Regions from separate parts of the Drosophila melanogaster genome. Here region 1 is linked to region 2. The links are chromatin contacts, called in public Hi-C maps. All regions are on one chromosome and are shown on one strand. Each heading gives the region's core, a stretch centred on a gene start, on an enhancer-like site or on the middle of the called end of the contact. The rest is flanking DNA. Distances are from core to core; before and after follow the strand shown.

Evidence for each region. A called contact is a pair of places that touch in the nucleus more often than the background predicts.
Region 1: a contact with region 2 is called in a Hi-C map of the Kc167 cell line, with 3 times the contacts expected there. The contact joins the promoter of CSN6 here to the promoter of AdipoR in region 2. A contact is called at or near these places in 77 of 107 Hi-C or Micro-C datasets (the Clone 8 cell line, the D17-c3 cell line, the Kc167 cell line and 23 more) and 3 of 6 datasets of contacts at active chromatin or transcription factors (all in the Kc167 cell line).

What each region holds. Positions count from the first base shown.
Region 1 is chr3R:22,578,490-22,582,525 of dm6, reverse strand. CSN6 (COP9 signalosome subunit 6) reads right to left here and starts at 1,753. Exons shown (of 2, transcript NM_079727.3): 1 at 1,251-1,753; 2 at 493-1,192. The coding sequence starts at 1,631. The coding sequence ends at 548. CG33110 reads right to left here. Exons shown (of 6, transcript NM_176539.2): 6 at 2,134-3,091. The coding sequence ends at 2,810. Dph5 (Diphthamide methyltransferase) reads left to right here. Exons shown (of 2, transcript NM_079728.5): 2 at 1-498. The coding sequence ends at 321.
Region 2 is chr3R:22,545,016-22,549,151 of dm6, reverse strand. It overlaps AdipoR (Adiponectin receptor), which reads left to right and starts at 1,306. Exons shown (of 7, transcript NM_142804.3): 1 at 1,306-1,493; 2 at 2,029-2,440; 3 at 3,369-3,467; 4 at 3,682-4,034; 5 at 4,093-4,136. The coding sequence starts at 2,075.

The sequences.
Region 1 (4,036 bases), core at 504-3,003, 33 kb before region 2:
ATGCGCAAACGCAAGGAGTACATGCCACCGCGTTTCATGACCGTGGCGGAGGCGGCTCATCAGTTGCTGTCCATTGTGGAGAAGAAGGACTCGCTGGAGAAGAACACAGTGCTCAACGAGCAGTCACTGTGCGTTGGACTGGCCCGTGTTGGCCAGGAGTCGCAGCAGATTGCCGTTGGCACGCTGCTTGAGATGCGCTCGACCGATTTGGGCGGACCGCTGCACTCGCTCATCATTCCCGCCAAGGAGATGCATCCGCTGGAGGTGGAGTTCTTGCAGCAGTATGCCCCCAGCATCAAGCTGGACGACTACAACCACTAATTCCGCTGCGAAATTACCTAATTTAGTGTCTAGGAAATGTTGTCTGTGCATCTGAATTGAATTTACGAAGCAAGAGGAGCTGGAAGCTCAGGAAGAAAGTGATATCGCTTGATGCCACCCGTATACGTATGTAGCCTGCCCAGCGGCAGCTGAAATAAAACCGCATTCACCCATCGTACGATTATGTGTATTTATCTCCGAAGCTTTAATAGATTGTTTGCATATATCAATAGTAGAGACCTCGCATGCGGCGCGCGGATCCCTGGCGGTCGTACAGCATATTAAACTTGTTCACAAAGTGGTGCATATCATTGCAGCCCTTGGTCAGCGTGCCCAGGTAGCTAATCAGTCCCACATCGTTGCACTGCGTGTAGAATTCCTCCTGGAAGGCGGGCACCTGCATGACGGGCAGTCGGTGGCAGAGAGCGTAGGCTTCTCGCAGAATCTCTTGGTTGGCCCGCAGCTTTCCGGCCTCCACATCGCGTATGTACTGCAGCACGATCTTGATGCGTGTATTTAGCATCTTAATGGCACTGTCCTGGGCCACCAAATGCTCCGCCACCACGCTCTTCTCGCCGGACTCGTTCGAGGTCATGCGCGCCACATGATCCACACCAATGCGCTCCGCCTCCTCGGTGGCCAGTGTGTAGGTGAGGGGCACGAACAGCATGGTGGCCTCGCCGTCCACCAGATCGATTAGGGACTCGAATAGCTTCAGGGGAAGGTGGTCGACGCTGCGGGAGAGCGGATTCAGCTGTAGCATGATGGGGCACTCGTTGATGGCGGCTATCTGTCTTTGGATCTTAATGTCATCGGCAGTGGGATTGTCGCCGGTTGTGTACCAGCCTATGAAGTCGAGATCACTGAACACCTGGGGAAAAAAGAGTAACAGCTGGTAAAGCAGCGTATGTAGAGGCTTGGACACCCACCTGCTTGTACTGTTGTTCCTTCTTGTTGTAGTAGTCCTTGTTGATCACTGTTTCATCGCCAATAACGTCCGTCTTCAGTTCGAACGAGTTCATAATCTCAATGTTGCGGCCCTTCTGCTTGCCAATCAGTGCTCCGTACACCTGTCGCGGCTCACCGTGCTGTGCACGAAAGCGTGTCCAGTGCTCGGAGATGTTCATTATGACCAGCGGATGCAGCGATATGGTCACAGAACCACTGGTGCCCGCTGCAGCCATTATGTTTCCCTGCGGCTGTGGGTTTTGATCCGCAGTCTTATCCACTGCCATACTGCTCCCGGCGGCGGCGGAGGACGATGTGCTGGGCTTGGCCGACATGTCAACGTCCACTTCCATTTGCTCCATGCTGTCGGGGGGCCTTTATTTACACGTAGTTTGCGGTATAAACTTAATTTTACTTCTTTTTGTTTGACAAGCTCCGGTATAAGCTGTCGTTATCGTTATTGGTGGTCTCTCAGTAGTACGATATTACTTATCGCTATCTATCGGGACAGCAGAATGGTGTGACCACACCTTATGCAGTCTAAGCAGTGGCGCGAACCTTTTTAAACTGAACGTCGGCGTTGCCGGCTCGATTATAGTATTAGCGAGTACTATATTTGAATTTATGTTTTGTAATTCCTGTTAGCTTAATTATGCGCCAAATTAACCATATATATTTCTATTAAAGCATTTTTAGTCAATTCGGTTACATATATTTTTAATATGCACTAGATTCGTTTGTGGAAGTTTCTAAAATTGATATGTTTCTAAAATTTATTTATCTCTTTCGCACCGAAAGACCCTGCCAATATACAGCTCAGTTTTTTCCGCTGTGAATTTAGAACATATTGAAACCCAGTTGGTTGGTTTTCGGTTTTATTTTATTTATCTTTTCTTCGTTTTTATTTGTCTTGGCTTTTAATTTCGTGCTCGCCGTATTTGTTCGTGCGAATTTTGTAAGTTAGACTAGTTGGCTTAGGACTACAAATATTTAACATTTAACAGGCTATTTACAAATCGTCTATACACAATTACAATTACAATAATCACTTAGCCTAAGGGAATTAAAGACTAAACGCGTTTCGTTCGTGAGGTTCTAGAATTAGGCGACTTACACATTAGGCAGATCTCGAAAATTGACCCAGTTTGTTGTACGGTTCTACACATGCGAATGCAGCCACAGATGGCGAGAATGCGATGCGATGCGAAGCGAAGCAATCAAGCGAAGCTGGCGAGGGGATAATCGCCAAGTTATAATTGATGTTGCGCATACGCCCCGTGTTCCCCATGCTCGATCGATCGATCATCGGAAGGCGGACTTCCTCTTCTTCGTTCTCTTCTGTGGTTGTGTGTGTGTGTGCGTGCACGCTCGTGTATTTATGGCTCTTAAGCTTAGCTTAGCGTTAGTTGAAACCTTTGTACCAAAACTACTTCCGTTCCGTCCGTTGCCATCACCAATCTGGTCCGTTTATGTAAAATTTGTTCCCCCCAATGTTGGGCAATCCCTGGAAGCACTTTTCTCACTGCTTTCGATTTTCAATTCAGTTGGCTTTCAGCTTTTGCGCCAGCATCGCCGTGTTATTGTTGCTGTCCGCCTTGCAGGGCGTGGCATCCAGTTGCTGCTGTTGCTTCTGCTGTTGCTGCTGCTGCTGCAGTTGCTGCGCCGCCTTGGTCTTCCTGTAGCTCTGCATGTAGAAGTTCATGAAGAGGCAGAAGAAAATGGATGCATTCAATAGGAGCAGCGCAGAGATGAACTTGGAGAACTGGCACTGGTTGCTGAAGAGGGCGCGGAGGGTGTGGAAGATGCACAGCACGAACTGGGCCTAAAAAAAAAGGGAAAAATAATATGAATTTTACAGAGATCATATACTCATTATACCCTAGTTATAGTAGGTTGCACAGCTAGACCTTGTTTTCTAATTGTTGATGTAATTTTTATCGTGCGTCCAAGCAGATTAACGTTGTCTTGTCTAATCACACATATTAAGAATAAGGTTGTGGGAACCATATGGCAAACAGACTTGTTACGCTTGAATTCTGGGAAAGTTCCGAAGAGAGAGCACACGCCTCCTTCGAGCGGCTTGCTCGCAATCAAAGCTCAACTTGACCCACCTCTTTATGGTCATTGGCGCTGTCGAAGGGCATTGAGTGGAGCTTGTCTCGTTACGGAAGTTGTAACGTCATTCAATTAGCCAGTTCCCTAACTGCCGAGTCATAACTTATACTTTTTGCAGTCCGGGTTACAGCTCTTTGAATGCTGCTAATAAAACGGCTGGCAGTGGAGCACCCTTGAGCTGGGCGGGCAATCAAAAAGCACTCAGTGCGGCTACAATGTGCGCACATTGATTGGAATTAGCCGGAGTGTCAGTGTGATATGAGGCTATTAACTAGCTGCTGACTAGCTATGCTTAGCCCAGTCCAACAAGCTGGCTCCGATTGGCCCCTGTGCGACCCCTTGGCGCGTGTTATGGGCTTTTATAGTTACCGATAATGTTTGATCATAAGATAATCTAATGGCACCCACACCCACTGCATGCTAAAGAGTTGACGACAAGATTCTAGCCTTTTAATCGTACAAGCACTCAGAAGCCAAAGAATGTCAATGAGCTAGTTGCTTAGTCTAAAATTCCAGTAAACGTAACTAGATTCAAGAACGGCGAAGTGAGCCATAGGAATAATATGTATAAATTAAATGGAATGCCGAAGCTAATGATCATTGATTTATCGTTGATGGTTAAGACACGAGCATTGTATCTTATCAGATATCT
Region 2 (4,136 bases), core at 57-2,556:
CGTGCTAAGTGCCCGGTCAAATATGCAAATGTTTGCCGAGTTGGATGCACTGCAGCTGTGTTGGTCGCCACCCTTCCGGGTCTTTGGCATTTCCATTTCCATTTGAAGCACATTGGCCGTTTAGCATTTTTTGTCGCGCGCTCGTCATTCAAACAGAAACAGCTCGCATTATCGGCGCTTCTCTTTTGTGATTATGACCCTGAACTTCAGCGCTACTAAATGTATTAATTCAGTCGATTAATACCGCTAGTCGGGGTCTGTGCGAAATCTGCTCCTTGGCCGAGTTTCTAACGTAGCTGGTCAGAACGCCGAGAGCTGATGGATGATATTGGCCTGGATTGGTCAATAGGGTATATCATCTTGATGGGCTGCCCCTGAGCAAAGCAAGTTCTATAGTCTTATGTTTGAAATTGAATTTGTTTAACAAAGATGAATGACTCTTGACTAAACATATTGGCCTTTATGTGCAATAAATATTCTAAGGGCGCTATTAAAACGTAGTTAAATTGCGCTATTAAGAGCTTGCCAAACAAGTGAATCTTTATTGGGCCTGCAAGGCTGGTGATATTTCCTCACTAGCCAAACACCATTTTGTCTTCCCAATTAAGTTTCTTTATTATTAGAATTGTTATTTGCCTACATTTGTGGGTTTTTATAACACCGTAATGCTATTTCTAAAAAAGCTATAATTAGACATTCTTGTATTACTTTAATTAATTAATTTAAATATATATATTTTAAGTAAGCTGTGATGTTGTCTTTGTTGTCTTTGCAAAAGTGTCCAAGGAATGGCAGATATGTGCATACTTAAGTAGGTTAAATATCGGGGAACTACACATGCTAATTCATAACTACCAGGCTTAAGTTGAGTTCATTGTTGATGTTTTTTAATGAGATGCCTTAACATTTTTTGAAAACAATTTCTCTGTTACTGAAGTGTTTACAGACTAGAGGAAAATTTTCTATTCATATAATATACGTCTTGTAATTTCGTCACGGTAATTTCTCATGAAAAAAAAAACAAATGCCTGTTAGGTATTTACGCAAATATCCAATATTTGGTCAGTTGAAGTACCACCTTTGATCGCCAATAAAAAGTTGTTAGCTCTCAAAAATGTTGACTAATAATGAAAGCACCTTGTTTACCGGGAGCAATACGATTTGCTGGCAAGCATTTTCAAATATGGCGGGCGCTGCGCAGAGTTGCCACATTGTTTTACAGAGCTGTGACTACAAAGTAGCGTTAACAGCCGTTAACAGCTGCTGCGTCAAGGTATGACCGCATTTCCTCCGTTCCCATATGATTGCTAGTGATTTTCCCTATCGCGCTTGCAGTCACACTGGAAAAAACACAGAAAAAATTAAATTAAGGGAAAACAGATGAAAAACTGCAATTGCACGCAATTGAAGCAAGTGCAGCAAATAGTTTTTCGCGCCAGTGTTGACTCCTGGGCCTGCCGTCGAAGCCACGCCAACTGCGCGACTTTCGAGTGGTAAGTGAATAGTAACGAAACGCCAGTGAAATCGAGTGATTAATCGTTCGTTTGTGTTGTGACACTTTCTGTAACTTCGTATAAAAAAAATGGGAACTGCGCAAGTGGAGTGCAGGTGGGGGTTAAGCCAGTTGGTAGTATTCCACTCACACGTGGCCTTCTGGCTGCATTTTCCATGCACTTTGCTATCTATATAATGGTTTCCCCGAAATAGCAACTGCACCTTAACCCACTGAGGATCCCACTCGCATTTGAACACCATCTTATGTAAAAACGTAATTGGCAGCTAAGTTTCCTAAGTGATAAAACACACAAAGCTACCAGATACAGACTTATGTGCTACGTACAACCGATTTACTGGGGAACAAAGGTCGCGCCATACTATATAGCAATGCGATCGGAGCAGACCAATAAACAAATAAACAAATATCGCATTTCCCAGACGAGCTAGCGTTGAGCTAACAAACGCTTAGCATTGCTTTCGAACAACTAAATTCGTATGTATCGTATTGAACAGAACGTATTTCTCTTACAGAATACTATTTGCGGAGTGCAAAACGAATCCGCGGGATCGTAAGACCATGGATTCGGCCACTAATCTCCTCGAGCAACAGGGCTCAGCGGCTGATGTGAGTGGCGGGAGCCATCCCGCCGAGGTGGAGGTAACCACCCAGGCTCGAGCCACTTTCGGCATGGACGCCGAAGGACATGCTACCGGCGAGGCGGTGACCACCACCACGGCCACCTTGCGTAGAGAAGGTTCAGACGAGGATATCTTTGAGCAGGTGCAGATGATCCTGCGCAAGCGACGTGGCTGGGGACCGGAGGACTCGCTTAGCCCCAATGATCTGGACATTCTGGAGTACGACGATGAGTTGGTCGAGGAGGATGACGCCGGTTGTCCACTCCCCTCGACCCCGGAGGACACACAGCTTATTGAGGCGGAGGTGAGTTGGGGCTATTAACCTTTATTTCCATTTTCCACCAGGTGGAAAAGTACGAAATGCAATCGTCAAAACATGTGGCGGAGCTCTTATCGCTGACCTACCACCATGTGGTTATCGGCTGCCACTTGTTAGTCGCAATTTTCCCTCTGCGCAGGCAGTCATTTCAATGTCGGGCGTCTTATCAATCGAAATGTTGCATTGGCCAATGTCTATTTGCCACATGCAAAATGTACCATAACCATTGTACTTAAACCTTATCGTGGCCATTTCTCCATTTTTATGACTCACTAAATACAATTGCTCAATTTAAAGCATATTCCATAGCCATTTGAAAGTTATACCTCTTATCTCTCCTTGCCTTTAATGTCTGTCCGAAAGGTGTCAAGTAAAATTTCTTGACTTTGAGCCTTATACTCTAGACAATCTGCCCGTTTGATCACCGGCTTTAAAGGTCAGGCTTAGATTGAACGCAAAAAGCTTTGGCATAGCCCTTTATACGACAGATGCTGGAAAAAAATCACAAATTTACGTCGATGCGGTGCTGATAATGCCCGGAGTCAGTTTCGGGCAAGCTTATCTTATCGCGGAACGCATTCGGTGCTTTCTTGTTCCGCCAACAAATTGAGTATGCGACTGGCAGAGGCTTCACAGTACAATCGCTCATTGCCTCGCACATTTAGTTCTAGTTCCGTTCGAATCTCTGTTAGCCGCTCAAGATGCAGACCCAGCCGGAGGTTATAGTGCGTGTCAACCCGGATCTGGAGCCGGATCTCAGTCAAGAAACTTACAGAACCCAAAACCCTGACACAGTCAAGGAGCAAGCTGAAAATGCAGTCGTTAGTCCCATTTGCTCTTAGTTTTTCTTTGTTATTAAGCTTTTTATATTTGTTTTGAGAGCTGTTTAATGTCTTATCACTCTATTCCACAGATGACGGAAGTGCTGAAGGCCGGAGTTCTCTCCGATGAAATTGATTTGGGCGCATTGGCACACAATGCCGCCGAGCAGGCAGAGGAGTTTGTGCGCAAGGTAAGCCAAGTGATGCTGCCAAGTGAAGAATGGCTTAAATGGAAGATACTCTTCAAGATTTGTAATATTGTAGCTTTTGTATTTTTGTTTTTATTTCAATAAATAGTATTAAGTGTTGGGACTGTATTTTTTGTTGTTGTTGTTTGTTTATAGTTACCAAACGTAATGTCTTATCTATAGAATGATATGTTATTTTTTTCCATTTCATCCGTAGGTCTGGGAGGCTAGCTGGAAAGTGTGCCACTACAAAAATCTACCCAAGTGGCTGCAGGATAACGACTTCCTACACCGCGGCCATCGCCCACCGCTCCCCTCTTTCCGTGCGTGCTTTAAATCAATTTTCCGCGTGCACACGGAAACGGGCAACATCTGGACACATCTTCTTGGCTGCATCGCCTTCATCGGCGTGGCATTATACTTCATCTCGCGTCCCTCGGTTGAGATCCAGACACAGGAGAAGATCGTTTTTGGCGCCTTCTTTATCGGTGCGATTGTGTGCCTAGGATTCTCATTCGCTTTTCACACACTGAGCTGTCATTCTGTAGAGATGGGAAGACTGTTTTCTAAGTAAGTATTCCTCGACTAATTAAATGGATATTATGTTAATTGTTTTGTTTACCAACAGACTTGACTACTGTGGAATTGCGCTGCTGATCATGGGTTCCTTTG